Linked DNA regions of Macaca mulatta: region 2 is linked to region 1. Evidence: chromatin contacts called from public Hi-C data. All regions are on one chromosome and are shown on one strand. Each heading gives the region's core, a stretch centred on a gene start, on an enhancer-like site or on the middle of the called end of the contact. The rest is flanking DNA. Distances are from core to core; before and after follow the strand shown. Region 1 has its middle 64 kb from the start of TANC1. Region 2 overlaps TANC1 (tetratricopeptide repeat, ankyrin repeat and coiled-coil containing 1).

Region 1 (4,448 bases), core at 617-3,116:
GCTCATGCCTGTAGTCCCAGCTATTTGGGAGGCTGAGGCAGAAGGATTGCTTGAGCCCAGGAGGTTGAGGCTGCAGTGAGCCATGATAGAACCACTGCACTCCAGCCTGGGTAACAGAATGAGACTCTGTCTCTAAAACAACCACCAAAAAAAAAACCGTACCTTTAAAAAATCATACCTACTTCAAAATGATGTAAAAACATCATCAGTCATTTTATGTGTTTTGCTATACCTGCCAAGAAGAGTTTGATGGTGTTGAATGATTGCTTAGCATTTAGTCTCTTTTAGTAATAAAAAAATTAATATTGGCAACAAAACAAATTGATTTCATGAGCTTATTGACAGCACTGGGGAATTTAGAGTTTGCCATAGTGAGCCAAGAGGGCCGAGCTGCTTTTGCTTGACCTACAAATCCTACAGTTGCCAGCCAATCTGGTCAATTCTTGGCTATGGATTGATTTCCCCATCAGTTTTCCTCAATCTCGTCTCAGACCTCAGAATTTCCTATTCCACTGGACACCATTGCTGCTCAAATACATCCCATTATAGACAGCCCCAGTGTGTCATATCACCAAAAGACAGAGCAAATGGCTGGTTGGACTGCTGTAAGCTCTGGATCACTTCCAGAATACAAGTTCCGCCATGCCAACCAATGAATCTGTTTTCCCAGTCATCTGTTTTCACCAAGTCAAGAGTTCAGAAGACTTGTTCAATAAGTCAGAACTTCTGTAGCTGAATGACTGGTGTTCCACTGTGATCATGATATTTGCCCTTTAAATGTAAAAACTGAAGCACTTTGTGAAACCTGAAAACAGTTTAAGACATTAAAAAGACCTCCCCCCACCACCTAAAAGAAAAAAATTTTCATGCACTGTAGAAACCATTCAGAGGCAAAACATCACGTCCTAGTGAATATAATAGGGTCTTGCAGCCCCCTCTTATTTGAACACAACTCTCATTGACTTAAAAGTGACATTTCCAAACTGGCTGCAAGAATGATTTGTCCCCCAAACAAAGCAGGCTGCATTTGTTCTGCTAGAATGGCTGCTCTTCTTTGTCTCTGGGTAATCTGATACAGCATGCATTCATTCATTCAAGGGTGACTCTTATTTGAAAAATTTCTCAATGAGACCATTTAAAAAATGGTTTTTAATCCAGAGCTTTCATGACTAACTCTAAGGCTTCTTTCAGCTTTCAGCCTTGTCCCTGTTAGTTTCATAGAACTGACAAAAATTGATCTTTTGAAATAAAATTTTTTACAGTAAATATCAACCTAAAAGTGATCATTTTTTTCTGAAAACTTTGTTTGGACTAAGAATGTGCAGCTTATCTGCAATTTTTAACTGGAAATTCTCTAATCTCTTCAAGATTTTTTTTTTTTTTTTCTAGTTAAAATGGCAGGTTAAGGGAAGGGAAAGTGACTTAAATGAAGTCTGTTGCCTTCCACATGCCTGGGGCCATTTCAAGAGGAGTAACAAATCTTGAAGTGTTTAAAAACAGTGCAGTGGAAACCAGAGCTCCAGGTAATATTTTCTCTTCCAGGAAAAGCTCTCCATCACAGGCCATACTCCTTGCTACCCACCTTCTCCAGTCCCATGCACTTCCTGGCCCCTTAGGTCAGAATTCCTATAAATTTCAGGGCCTGCCATTTTCCCAGGGCAGAGGTGAGGACTGGGGGAAGAGATGCCTCCAAAATCACAACTTCATTAACTAAAACAAAGCAGACATGCAAGGTTGACATTTGGGGCATATGAATCTTCTTCATGATGGTTTCCATGTCTCTTTAAATAAACAATGTGGAAAGAAAAATATGACAGTCTGTATTTGCAGCAGTTCTAAAAATAACTTGTGCAGGAGAGGTGAACCAGTGGCATGTGCCCCAGCAGAGTCCCCTGGCTTCACTTTCGCAGTCACCTCTTCCTAAAAAAAAACAAAAACAAAAACAAAAAAAAATGAGCAACTCACAGGATACTGCAATACATGTGTGTACATTATAAAAGCCAAAATGAAAAGGTCTCTTTAATGCTAAAGGTAAGATGCAAGTTACATTTAGAACTGACCAGAAGGCAGTCTGATTAGTGGTTGTTTTTTACCTCCAACTTCTGTTTTTAGTATATAAATAGGGTTTAAAAGAATAATCAGTACTTAAAGTCAGTGTAGCCCTTTAAGACATAAATAACTGAGAAATAATGAGATTGTTAAATATCAAAGAGGTTACTACTGCACCCTAAATTTCCCCTTGAGTGAGAAGTGAATGATCAAATTCAGAAACACTTCATTAGATAGAACTAAATGCTGCCTTTCTCCTTGCTAATCTCCTCCTGAGATTTTGCTCTTCACTTGAGCAAATTAACTGAGGGTGAACAATGATCAAAAGAAAAACTTATGAAGAGCAAACTCCATAAATTGCTAGTGAGACTGAAGCACAGATCAGAAAAACTCTCTTTAGTTAGCTAAAGATGAGAAATAAAAGGCACAGATATACGCATGAGATATCTGCTATAAAACAAATAGAAGGCAAACAGAAACAGGAAGGTTTGGAGAGGGGTTAAGAATATCACAAAAAGCAGAGGGCTTTGCAGGGCTCCACAGCTTCTTACAGCCCTCTTTGTGTTCCTTTCTTGGCAGGTAGATCCTGAATTATGAAGAGCTCCTGATTTGGAGGCTTCCATACCCACCCCTCCCCCTATACACACTCCACACCACACACACACCAGTTTGTAATATATATAAATAGAATCTGCACAAGCCCCTTGAGTGGAGTTGAAATAAACAGAGGAAGTTGACATAGGAGTTCAGAAAGGCCATGGTTCCATGGTTTAAGAAACAGTCATCTGAACTGGGCTTGTGGCCCGTGCCTGTAGTCCTAGATAGTCGAGAGGCTGAGGTGGGAGGATCTCTTGAGCCCAGGAGGTTGAGGCTAGTGAGCCAGGATCACACCACTGCACTCAAGCCTGGGCAACAGAGCAAGACCCTGTCTCAAAAAAAAAAAAAAAAAGGAAAACATTGCATACTTCGCCAAAGAAAAGATATGAACAACAAATAAGCACATGAAAAGATTCTCAACATCATTAGTCGCTGGGAAACTGCAAATTAAAATTAGAATGGCTCAAATTTAAAAACCTGATAGTACCAAGTGCTCAAGAGGATGCAGGGCAACTGGAATTGGTCCATTGCTGGTAGGAATGCAAATGGTACAGCCACTTTGGCAACAGAAACAGTTTATTATAAAGTTTAACATCCATTTACCATATCACCCAGCAATCCCAGGCCTATGTAGTTAGCCAAGAGAAATGAACACATATGTCAACTCCACCCCCAACAAACAAGTAAGCTTGGATGCTTATAGCAGCTTTAATCATGGTTGCCAAAAACTGATGACTTGGGTAAATAAACAGTTTATTGCTGGAATACTACTTAGCAATAAAGAGGAATGAACTACCGATACCGGCAACAACATGATGAATTTCAAATGCATTCTGCTAAGTGAAAAAAACAGACTACATAGTATGCGATTCCATTTATGTGACATTGTGAATAGGATAATACTATAGGGACAAAAGTAGATCCATGTGGGTAGAGAAAGGTTTGCCTATACAGGGACTCACACACAATGATGTGCCGTTTGTTAAATATTATAGCGTTGTACTCCTTCAAAGGGTGAATTTTACTGTATATAAATTGTACCTCAACAAAGTGACTTTGAAAAAATTATAATATGAGCTGGGTGCGGTGGATCACACCTGTAATGCCAGCACTATGGGAGGCCAAGGACAGCGGATCACCTGAGGTCAGGAGTTCAAGACCAGCCTGGCCAACATGGTGAAACCCCATCTCTACCAAAAATATAAAAATTATCCATTGTGGTGGCACATGTCTGTAGTCCCAGCTAGCTACTCAGGAGGCTGAGGCAGGAGAATTGCTTGAACCCAGGAGGCGGAGGTTGCAGTGAGTCGAGATCATGTCACTGCACTCCAGCCTGGGTGACACAGCGAGTCTCCATTCCAAAAATAAAAATAAAAATTATAATATGCTGAGCTCAGTGGTGTAGTCTCAGCTACTCAGGAAGCTGAGGCAAGAGGATTGCTTGAGCCTCATGTGTTAAGGTTCAGCCTGGGCAAAATAGTGGGACCTCGTCCCTTAAAAAAAAAAAAAAAAAATTGTAATAATAAAAAGGAGGGAAACATGGTCAAACTACTGTGTTGGAAAGTCACTCTGGTTGCTGTGTGGCAAAAGGACTGGAGCAGCAAAAGCAGGAATGGTCTTGAAGCTGTTTCAGTGGTCTTGGTCGGATGGTCGGACATCTTTCCTGAGAGCCAGTCCCAGGGTAGTAGGGGTAAAAGATGGGGAAAAACAGGCCACTGGAGGCATATTTTGGACGGATAACTGGAAGATTTGCTAATGGACTGGAGTTGAGTCAGAAAAGACCTAGAGTTGTCAAAAGACCC
Region 2 (4,448 bases), core at 760-3,259, 220 kb after region 1:
CAAGGTGGGCAGATCATCAGGTTAGGAGTTCGAGACCAACCTGACCAACATGGTGAAACCCGGTCTCTACTAAAAATACAAAAAAATTAGCTGGGCATGGTGGCATGCACCTGTAATCCCAGCTACTCAGGAGGCTGAGGGAGGAGAATCGCTTGAACCAGGAGGCAGATGTTGCAGTGAGCCGAGATTGTACCACTGTATTATACGACAGAGCAAGACTCAGTCTCAAAAAGAAAAAGAACCTGTTAGCTTTTGGAAATAGGGTAATTGATGACCTTTGAGCAGAGTCGGCAAACTTTTTCTGTCAAGGGCCAGAAAGTAAATATAATATCTCAGGCTTTGAGGGCCACACAGTCCCTGTTGCGACTATGTAACTCTGCCATCATAGTACAGAGCAGCCTTAGACAATACATAAATGAGTGGTCATGACTGTGTTCCAGTGACATTTTATGTATAAAAACACTCAGTGGTCCAATTGGCCCTGCTGTAGTTGGCCAATGTAACTTTTGCCTTAGGAAAGGAAAGGAGAAATGGAAACTTAGCATTTATTCAGAACTTACCATGTGCTAGACAGTGCATGAACATTTTCAAGCCTGCAGCTTAGGTATGAACCCCTCTTACAGTGAGTTGATGGAGAGCCCCAAGAGCTTAGATATACTTTGCTGAAGGTTAGACCACGCCTTGATAACCAGCTGGGATTTGAACCTCAGTCTAATTCCAAACCTGAGTCATTTTCACTTTACTTCATTGCCACCCGGAATAGTGGCCTTAGATCAGATCACTCTCTAAAGGTGCAGATGGCACAGAAGCCCTCACACTCTGCCTTTCCACCGTATCCTTCACATGACCTTCAGTGAAGCAGTGTTTGCTGCTTTACCTTCCTCTACGCCGAGGGTCCAAGGACTGTCAGGAACACAACCTAAATACAACATAGAAAGTAAAAGGACTCTCCTGTATGTGACGAGACCTCTTAGTTACCATTAAAGCTTGGGTGAACTTCTATTTTTAAATTCAGAATAGCATTAGAATTATAGAGAAGTTGCAAAGAATAATGCAGAGTTCCCATGCACTCCATACCAAGTCTCCCGTTATTAACGTAGAACATTAGTATGACACACTTGTCACAGTTAATGAACTGATATTGACACCTACTAAAGTCTGTACTGTATTCCTGTTTTTTTCTTTTCTTTTTTTTTTTTTTGAGACAGAGTCTTGCTCTGTTGCCCAGGCTGGAGTGCAGTGGTGCAATCTCGGCTCACCGCAGGCTCCACCTCCCGGGTTCCCGCCATTCTCCTGCCTCAGCCTCCCGAGTTGCTGGGACTCCAGGCGCCCGCCACCATGCCCGGCTAATTTTTTTGTATTTTTAGTAGAGACGGGGTTTCACCGTGTTAGCCAGGATGGTCTCAATCTCCTGACCTCGTGATCCACCCGCCTCGGCCTCCCAAAGTGCTGGGATTATAGGCATGAGCCACCGCGCCTGGCCTATTCCTTTTTCTTTCTTTCTTTCTTTTTTTTTTTAAAGCTTATACCCAATGTCTTTTTTCTGTGCCGGTATCCCAGAGGACACCATATTGCATTTAGTTGTCATGTCTTCTTAGACTCTTATTGGCTGTGGCGGTTGCTCAGACTCTCCTTGTTTTGATGACGTTGGCAGTTTTGGGGAGTACTGGGCTGGTATTTTGCAGGTTGCCCCTCTATTGGAGTTTTTTTCTACTGGAGTTTTTCTGTACTAGTGTTTTTCTCATGATTAGCTGTAGTTACGGGTTTTGGGACAGAAACCACAGAAGTGAAGTGCCGTCTGCTCCCATCTTTTGATGTACACAGTAGCTTCCTGGCTTATCCCCATGTTGATTTTGATCACCTGGCCAAGGTAGTGGGTGCCAGGTTACTCCAAGGTGAAGTTACTCGTTTTCCTTCCCTCCTCCTGCCATATATTAACATGAACACATTTGTATGCATGCATAGATGCTGTATGTGGAGTGTGCTGTACTCTCCAGAAGGCAGGAAGTCGCTGTGTGCAGCCCACGCTTAAGGGGCATGGTGGTGTACACCACCACCATGAGAGTGGAGGATCTATGTAAATTGTTTGGAATTTTTCTGCATAGGGGATTTGTCTTGTTTCCCATTTATTTCTATCAGTATGGATTCCCAGGAAGATGAACTCCCAGTGTTGTACTTGGGTGTGATTCAGGAATATGCAAGCCTTTCTGCCCCACTTCGTTGCCTTGTAAACTAGGTGAGGCTGAGATCAGTCCTCTCAGGCGCAGTCAGAGTCTGTCCTAAGATGGGGGTAGGGAGTTACTGTGCCTCAGTGGTTTACTTTCTCAATATAGACTGTTAGCCATATGTGTATTACCTGAAACCTTAAGGAGAAAGCATTTCTGGCCAGCCCGGAAAGGACACAAGCAAATGTAGCCTTGATGGTGGAGAAACGTCTCCAGCAGGGCTGTGCATCTGAATCAGCATTGAAGCAGCGCCACCTTGTGGTTGATGCTGAATGAACGGTGTATTCTAGGAACATTTTCTGCCAGGCTCTGTGATTCTTACCCTGTCTGCATGCTGTTCTGGTAGCTAAAGTACTTTAGAAAAGAAGAAATACTTTAAACTCTTAAAGAAAAAGAGAAGCTACCTTCTCACTTCGCCTTTGTACATGACCTGGCACACATACAGCAAACACTTTAAAGTAAAAAGTCTCTGTAGTTACTTTGTTTGACATACTGTTAACCATGTATTTTCTGGTAAGCCTTTTTGTCTCTGATTGTTCAAAATTGTTCAATAGCTGAGGTGTAGAAGTAGAATAGGTTAGAACCCCAAACCTCTGTCGTATTTTTCTTTGGTATCGGCAGATTGAGGAGTTATTTTAATATTCATTATTCTTTGCCCCCAAATGTCTGCAGATGTTTTTGTACGCATGTGTGAAAGCTTTGAGCTTATGTAGGAAGTAGCCAGGAAGTCTACTGAAGTCCACTGTAATGTGTGGGAATGTGGAGCCAGTTATGATTAACAGCTGTCTGCATCCTGGATTGTTTAACCCATTGTTCACACCCACTCTTCAGAACCAGTGGTGGTGGGGGAGTTGGGAAGATGATTTAATATGACCTGTGGTTGACCTGATCAACTGTTAGCAGGTGCTAACATGGAGATCAGTTTCAGTTGGTTTAAAAAAAAAATCAAGAAGCAGCTACTCTGTTGTAATAAATCATCGTATATTCAGGAATTCTAACTTTAATGTAAAATCTTGATCACCTGTTTTAGAGTAAGGTAAGCAATAACTGTAGTTGCTTTAACCAATAAAAATTCGACATCATCCTGAGCTGTAGTGTGTTTAATGTGGAAACCCTGTTCTCTGTTGTGTCCTGAATGCTGAACACTGATGGGAAGTCAGACACGGCAGCTGAGAGGTCACGATGGCCTGGGTTGCTGCAGGGGATGGCAGCAGGCACTCTTATGAGGTGAGCTGTGGCCATGACTCATCTGGCCCCTCTCAGTGATGTCACTGGTTACCTATGTAATCTGTGAGTGCAATTTGTCCTTTTTAGACTCTAAACAGATAATGGCTGAGCCCCCAAATATGGCTTTGCTGCTGCACTTGATGTTTGCAAGAGGGAAGAGGTGTTTCAGATAATGGAAAGCATGTGCTTGCCAGTGTGAGCTCATCACCAACGAGGTCAGAGGAGGACAGTGCCTCTTACTCACAGGCCCAACCTTCATACTGCCCTTGCTTTCAGTCTCAGGTGCAGCCTATTGTGGGATTGTTAGAGGCCACTTGTGTGTGGTCTGACATGCCAGCCCTCTGACCATGTGTGACAGGATTGTGGGCTACTCCTGACTTCAGAGATAGCATCTTGTACAGATGCCTCAGGTGCCAGAGACACCCAGGAGTTGAGTCTGCTGGAGGACACAGACAAGGACATGGGTGACAACAGTGTATGTGCTGTGGGGAAAAGAGGACTGTGGTAGCACGTGTAAGGTTCTAGAATTCAGAGGGTAACAGAAATGAGATGGCAGTCCTTACCAGCAGGGCAGGCACTGTGCGATAGGGAGTAGACGGTGGTGGACTTGGACTTGAGGGAGTTGTTTTTTGTTGTTGTTGTTGTTGTTGTTGTTGTTTTAAAGAGAATCTTGAACTTCCATTGAGTATTCTGAAAGGGAGAGATGGACTTTACATGGTAGAGGGACTGTTTTGAGCCTTTTGATGTGGAGAGAAGCATTTTATGCACAAATGATATGAATTTTGCATTGCTATTCAGTGCATTATGGTTAAAAATTTTAAATATGGCTTCCCACAAGCCTTAAAATTCAATGTGTCAATCTTGTGTTTAAAAATTTTTAATTATTTTTAGAATGAATTTCACTTAAAGCTAACAACTATGTATTTCAGGATAGAGTGTGGTGGCACGATGGATCATCACTCACTGCAGCCTCAACCTCCCAAGCTCAAGCGATCC

The links. Hi-C and Micro-C count contacts between places; a contact is called where the count stands out from the background.
Region 2: a contact with region 1 is called in a Hi-C map of blood, with 7 times the contacts expected there. The contact joins two enhancer-like sites. A contact is called at or near these places in 8 of 14 Hi-C or Micro-C datasets (blood, cortical neurons, fetal cortex germinal zone and 4 more).

What each region holds. Positions count from the first base shown.
Region 1 is chr12:63,725,770-63,730,217 of T2T-MMU8v2.0, forward strand. No RefSeq gene overlaps it. Among named protein-coding and RNA genes, the nearest start is that of TANC1, 64 kb to the right of the region's middle. Within about 2 kb of position 1,867, at least 3 of the 40 cell types and tissues checked have an H3K27ac peak or open chromatin away from gene starts, as enhancers often do.
Region 2 is chr12:63,940,717-63,945,164 of T2T-MMU8v2.0, forward strand. The region is part of intron 3 of TANC1 (tetratricopeptide repeat, ankyrin repeat and coiled-coil containing 1); the gene reads left to right. Among named protein-coding and RNA genes, the nearest start is that of TANC1, 150 kb to the left of the region's middle. Within about 2 kb of position 2,010, at least 3 of the 40 cell types and tissues checked have an H3K27ac peak or open chromatin away from gene starts, as enhancers often do.